2 separate regions of the Pan troglodytes genome follow, and region 2 is linked to region 1. Evidence: chromatin contacts called from public HiChIP or PLAC-seq data. All regions are on one chromosome and are shown on one strand. Each heading gives the region's core, a stretch centred on a gene start, on an enhancer-like site or on the middle of the called end of the contact. The rest is flanking DNA. Distances are from core to core; before and after follow the strand shown. Region 1 holds the start of LRP1 (LDL receptor related protein 1). Region 2 holds the start of TAC3 (tachykinin precursor 3).

The links. HiChIP or PLAC-seq counts read pairs in DNA pulled down with a chosen protein or histone mark.
Region 2: a contact with region 1 is called in an H3K4me3 HiChIP or PLAC-seq map of stem cell-derived excitatory neurons, with 2.6 times the contacts expected there. The contact joins the promoter of TAC3 here to the promoter of LRP1 in region 1. A contact is called at or near these places in 1 of 1 datasets of contacts at active chromatin or transcription factors (stem cell-derived excitatory neurons) and 1 of 1 other capture datasets (stem cell-derived neural stem cells).

The regions. Positions count from the first base shown.
Region 1 is chr10:38,903,658-38,906,640 of NHGRI_mPanTro3-v2.0_pri, reverse strand. LRP1 (LDL receptor related protein 1) reads left to right here and starts at 1,541. Exons shown (of 89, transcript XM_016924881.4): 1 at 1,541-2,105. The coding sequence starts at 2,039.
Region 2 is chr10:39,015,240-39,018,480 of NHGRI_mPanTro3-v2.0_pri, reverse strand. It overlaps TAC3 (tachykinin precursor 3), which reads right to left and starts at 1,753. Exons shown (of 7, transcript XM_016924892.4): 1 at 1,611-1,753; 2 at 908-1,026. The coding sequence starts at 1,021.

The DNA of each region.
Region 1 (2,983 bases), core at 292-2,791:
AAGGAGAAATAAGACCCCGTTCCTGCCTGGAGCAACTCTCTGGCAGTGGAAATGGAGGAAATCTGAGATATATTTCAGAGGAAAAAAATGACAAGCCTGGAGCACAGGCTGGCAAGATTGGATATAGGAAGGAAAGGCCCCCTTGAGTTGGCATAAAGTCTGAGGTTTCTAGCCCAGGAGACTAAAGGCAGGTGGCCACCGCGCTGAGCAAAGCCGGCTGGAAGAAGCTAAAGGTTGAGCTCACTGTCATTAGGAGGCAAGTCCTTCGTGCTGCTCCTGTTTCTGCCAAGGACAGACTGGAGTGGGGACTTTTCCGTAACTAGAACGTAAAAGGGGGAACAGTCCCTCCTCTCCAGCGTCAATTTTTGGCAGCCGACGTCGTCTGCCCCGCTCCTTGAACTCTGACATGCAGACACCTAGGAAGTCAGACACTAAGGTAACAGCCATAAAACGCCGCCCAGAAGGGGGCAGTGACCAAAAGCACGTTCACTGGCCCCTGGGAACCGCCTGGCGCCTGCCTTCTGCAAAGTATCATTCCCGTGTGGGCTGAGCCTGGGGACAAAGGTCCGGCGCTCAGCAGACACCTCCTTGGAACCCGAGGCCTGGAAACGAAGGTCGAGTCCCTCATCTTATTCCAAATCCTGGCGCTCGGAATCTAAAACTCTAACTTGATGGCAAGCCAGTCAGAAGGTATTAAAAAAAAAAAAACCAGAAAAATAAATGAGCCCCGACTTCTTGGGCGAAAGGGGGTGGCCTTTCCTCAACCCCACCCGCTGGTGACTCACCTCCCTCCAAACCAGGGCCTGCCCCTCCCGCGCCTAGGGCTGGGCGAGCAGGGCGGGCGGGTACTAAGGTGGGCTCCATCCCCGAGCCCCACGCGGGCGGACAAGCTCCGGCGTGTCCCCACGGGTGTCCCTGTTTACTCCGAGCCCGGGAGCGAGGTGGGGGCGGGTCCTCGCGGTCCCTCCCCCACCCCGCCCCCTCCTTCGCAGGCCCCAATCCCAGTCCGGTCTTCCAAAGTCTCCAAATCAAAGCTCAGCCTTTCCCTGCACCTTCCCCGCGGACTGGCGGTCCCTGTTCCCACCCCGGGCAGAGGAGGCACCTTCAGGGTTCCCCTAGAAAATCGAGCCTCGGCCCAGACCATTGAGTCCCGGACGCCCCCGGAGGGAGCCTGAAATCCTAGAGTATGACACTGAGTTTCATAAGGGGAGCCGCTCAGCTCTCCGCCCACTGCCCAATCCCACCCTCGACCCCTTCTGCTCTCTGGAGCACCAGGGAGGAGGGCCCAGCCAGGGGAGAGGGCGCCCCAGGCCCCAAACTAGCCAGCGAGTGCCCGGGACCCTCACTCTTGGATCGCTTTCCAGAACTCCGAACCCTGTCGCGGGTCCGCGTCGCCCTCCCCCGGGCAGCGCGTCAAATCGGCGCATGCGCACTCACTGGATTGCCGCGTAGCTCTTTCTCCCCCCACCCACCAACCTTTTTTCTTTCCCCGCCCCTTCCCTCCCTCCCTCCTCAACCCGTCCCCTCCCTCTCCCCCATCAGCTCCCCCCTCGGCACTTCAGTCCGGGGAACAGCGGTGCGAGCTCCAGGCCCATGCACTGAGGAGGCGGAAACGAGGGGAGCCCCCAGAGCTCCATCAAGCCCCCTCCAAAGGCTCCCCTACCCGGTCCACGCCCCCCACCCCCCCTCCCCGCCTCCTCCCAATTGTGCATTTTTGCAGCCGGAGGCGGCTCCGAGATGGGGCTGTGAGCTTCGCCCGGGGAGGGGGAAAGAGCAGCGAGGAGTGAAGCGGGGGGGGTGGGGTGAAGGGTTTGGATTTGGGGGCAGGGGGCGCACCCCCGTCAGCAGGCCCTCCCCAAGGGGCTCGGAACTCTACCTCTTCACCCACGGCCCTGGTGCGCTTTGCCGAAGGAAAGAATAAGAACAGAGAAGGAGGAGGGGGAAAGGAGGAAAAGGGGGACCCCCCAACTGGGGGGGGTGAAGGAGAGAAGTAGCAGGACCAGAGGGGAAGGGGCTGCTGCTTGCATCAGCCCACACCATGCTGACCCCGCCGTTGCTCCTGCTGCTGCCCCTGCTCTCAGCTCTGGTCGCGGCGGCTATCGACGGTGAGTGAGATTCCGCGTCCCCCTTGGACCCCTGGGGGCACCCTCTCCCCAGCCCCCACTCCTGCATACGGATGGGGAAGGGAGACGCGGGAGGGGGTGCCTTTTGTTATCCCAGTCCAGCTGACACAGCAGCGGCCCGACTGGGGGCGGGGATGGGGTCCGATTTGGGGGATGGGGGCCCTGGGCAAATGATGCTTCCGGGGCCCCCCAGCACAAACAAAGACCAGAGGCCTGGGTAGAGAGAAGAGGGCTCCCCATTTTTCTGATCCTGGGGAGGAGAGGCCTTCTTTTCCTATCTCTGTTCGGGGAGGGGAGGGCCTCCGCCTCCCCTACATCCTCACAACCCCCCACCCCCCATCTGAATTGTGAAGGAATCCGGATTTGCAATGTTCGGCTGCAAAAGGGGGTGGGGGTGGGGTGGGGTGGGGGGGTGGCTTTTGCACTGGCCTCTGTAGCTCGAAAGGGGAGCCAGGCCAGGGGTACCCTGCCGGGCAGAGGGCAGGCAGGCCCGGGAAGGCTGTGGGTGGGGAGAGGGAGGGCCCCCTGCTTGGGCGTGGAATCGACCCCAGAGCCCCGGCTGGAGGCCTGGGTGCTGAAGTGGGCTCTTCCCCCTCTCAGGGCCTCTGTCAGTAGCCTGGGGTAGGGCTGTGTTGGGGGGCAGAGAGGGGGAGCTCGCCATACTATGTGACTTTGAATTTTCCTTCTTAATTCCTGGGAGCTTTGAGATGAAAAAACGTCAGATGTCATCACTGGGGAAGGGGACTGGAGAATGGCCTGGAATGCTGGGGTAGGAGGGTGGGGGAGGCTGCCTTCTTCCTGACTTCTGGCTTCATCACAGTTTGGATTGGAAGGAGAGTTGGAGGTTGGATGGGGATTAT
Region 2 (3,241 bases), core at 504-3,003, 110 kb before region 1:
AACTCCCTTGGCCCAGCATGTGGTGTTCAGGCAGCCACTTTTCCCAAATTGTTGAATACTCTGCCCACCTCCTGTAATGAGATGCTAAACAGATTTGAGCTGAAGAGGCAGTTAAACTTCACACATTGAATTTGTAATAAGTCCCACCCGCAATCATCTTAAAAGCATTTGTACCGATGTAATTGCTGTCATTTCAAAACCTTGAAAAGACTTCCTCCCTATCCTCCCCCTGTACCTCTACCCTGACAATTCCTATTCTTTCTCGTAAAGGAACTGTGGAAATCGAGGCTCAATCTGGTTTTTTTGCTGTTGTTGTTTTCCTATCCTGACTAAGCAGAGGATAGAGGCGGGCAAGGGAGAAAAGAGAAGAAGGAAGGGGTTGGGATCTTAGAAGCACCTGAGGTTACTGGGGGTGGATGAGCAAAAGATAAGGGAATTTATCTGCATTTTGAAAATAAAACAATACACATAACTGATAGGTAAAATAGCACACAAATAGCCATTTGGGAAAGAAATTCTGACTGTTTCATACCATCCAGGAAATAGAAGAGATCTGTCCCTTGCAAAGGGACCTGAGGTAGACTATAGAGAGCCTTAGACCACCCTAGCTCACCCCTCACAGTACCATCCAATCACCAAGTCTCCCATCAATCAACCCACCAAACAACATATTTGTAGGGCACCTTTTATGTACAAGGTGTCAAAGACATGCAGAGATACAGAGACACAAACACACCTGGAGACAGTGGGAACATGAAAGGACCAGAGAAACAAAGAAATCCAAAGGGAGGCAAAATGCCCTCTGACGGACAAACCCACCCACCCCAGTTTCCTCACTACAGCTGTCCAGACAGGCAGAGTCCCAAGTTCCCGTGATGTCCCCAGTACTCTGCCAGGGGAGACTTACCTTGCTGCGGCCCCCGCCAGGAACCACCTCCTCCTGTGGCTCCTTACAGACAGCCCCAAAGCTCTGAGCTAGGCTGAAGGCCAGGATGGCTGTGAATAGCAGCATGATCCTCATGGTGCCTGGGAGAGCAAAGGGACAGGACTCAGGTAAAGGAGAGAAGAGGAAGATACAGCATGGGTGAAGACACAAGAGACATTCATTACCAGCAGCTTGGCTTGACCCTGCTTCCCCAGCCCCCAACTCCACTGTCCAAGCCCTGGTCTGGAGAGAGGGTGGAAAGTATTTCTGAGAAGGGGGTACAGCCCTTGGGCTTAGTTTCCCTGCTCCCCCATCAGATATCTCCCCAGGAGATGTGCAATGCTATAGTGGTGCCAGGGGGACTCTAGCTCCCAAGAAAGATGATAGATTTGTAGGACATGGACTGGTCTGTTTCCTCAGTCAGCTGGAGGAGGGATCCTGGATGCTATTTTCCAGTACTAGATAATCCCAAGACTTAGGCAAAAACTTTCTGGTATGAAAGAATGAGTCTGTAGCCACAGGCTCCAAACACCAACCAGCTCTCGGCCCTACAGGTGCTTTGTGCTCACCTTCCCAGTCCCCTGCTCCCCTATCAGAGGCTGCCATCTGCTTTATTCCCTCCTGACGCTGGCTCCTGTCCCCTGGTGCCAGCTCTGGTCCATCCAGCATTCTCCCACTCCCCTACCTGTGGAGCAGCTCTGTGCCGGGGGCTGGGTGGTCTGGCAGGATCAAGGAACTGGCTGGGACCGCTGCCTGCTCCCCTCACACACTGGTGCTGCCGGTGCTCCTGCAAAGAGAGAAACCGAGTGGAGGGGATCTAGGAAGGCTGCAGTCACTCAGTCCCAGCTCCCTGATAAAGGCTCTGGGAGGGTCTAGGGGAGCTGAGGGGAGGGGCTGAGAGTCACCAATCCCAGGGTGGCTGGAGGGGAGGCGGGGAGGCTGTAGGGGGGAGGAGGATGCAGACAGTAGCCACACACACAGACACACACATACCCCACAGACCCAGCAGTGAGACCATTTCCTAACAGCACCCGAGCTGGCTGCTGTGTATGGTTTGTGTACAGTTTGACACTGCTGGGGCTTAGAGGACAATATCGCAAAATGAAGGCCTCAATAGCCGCCTCAGAAGCAGAAGTTTTTCTCTGACCCTCTCTTGTCCTCTTGTCACTCGGTTCCATTCTCCCCCAAGACCAGCTATAAAAACCAGAACCCCTTTGCCCCAAAGCCAGCCATAAAACCTAAAATTACTCTATGTAAAAACTGGCCAAAAAAATTATCTGACCGGCCGAGTGCAGTGGCTCACGCTTGTAATCCCAGCACTTTGGGAGGCCGAGGCGGGCGGATCACGAGGTCAAGAGATCGAGACCATCCTGGCCAACATGGTGAAACGCTGTCTCTACTAAAAATACAAAAATTAGCTGGGCATGGTGGCGCATGCCTGTAATCCTAGCTACTCGGGAGGCTGAGCCGAGATTGCACCACTGCACTCCAGCCTGGTGGCAGAGCAAGACTCCATCTAAAAAAAAAAAAAAAAAATTCAGAAAAGATGACACTCACCCCTTTTTTGGGGTCTCCTACTTTCGTTGTGGAGTTTCACGAGTCATGGGCAGATTCTTCTTAGGTCTAAAGCTCTGCTCTCTTCTACACTACATTACCTAATCTCTTTGGTTTTTGAGGATGCCAAAAATAAATTACTTTGTATTATTTAAAAAACTAGACATATAGCTAGTCATATATAATAACTAGATAAAAAATACAGTTTTAGAGATGACTTATGACAGTTATTCACAACAAAGTATTACTACTATACAGGGCTACTTATTTCTTTGTGCATTTAAATTTTTAAAAACATGGTCTGGGGCACCTAAAGACAATGAAAGCACTCACCATTGAGGATGAAACTCCCATTAAAAATAGGCTAAGCACGCCAGGCACGGTGGCTCACGCCTGTAATCCCAGCACTTTGGGAGGCCGAGGCGGGCGGATCACTTGGGGTCAGAAGTTCGAGACCAGCCTGGCCAACATGTTGAAACCCCATCTCTACTAAAAATACAAAAAATTAGCTGAGCATAGTGGCGGGTGCCTGTAATCCCAGCTACTTGGGAGGCTGAGGCAGGAGAATCGCTTGAACCCATGAGACAGAGATTGCATTGAGCCGAGATCACGCCATTGCACTCCAGCCTGGGCAACAGAGCAAGATTCCACCTCAAAAAAAAAAAAAAAAAAAAAAGACTAAGTACAGAGTGGGCTAATCGGCACTGGGCTGCCTGCCAGCCTTGGGGGAGCATCTTTACAGTGGGGCACTCGATAAAAATG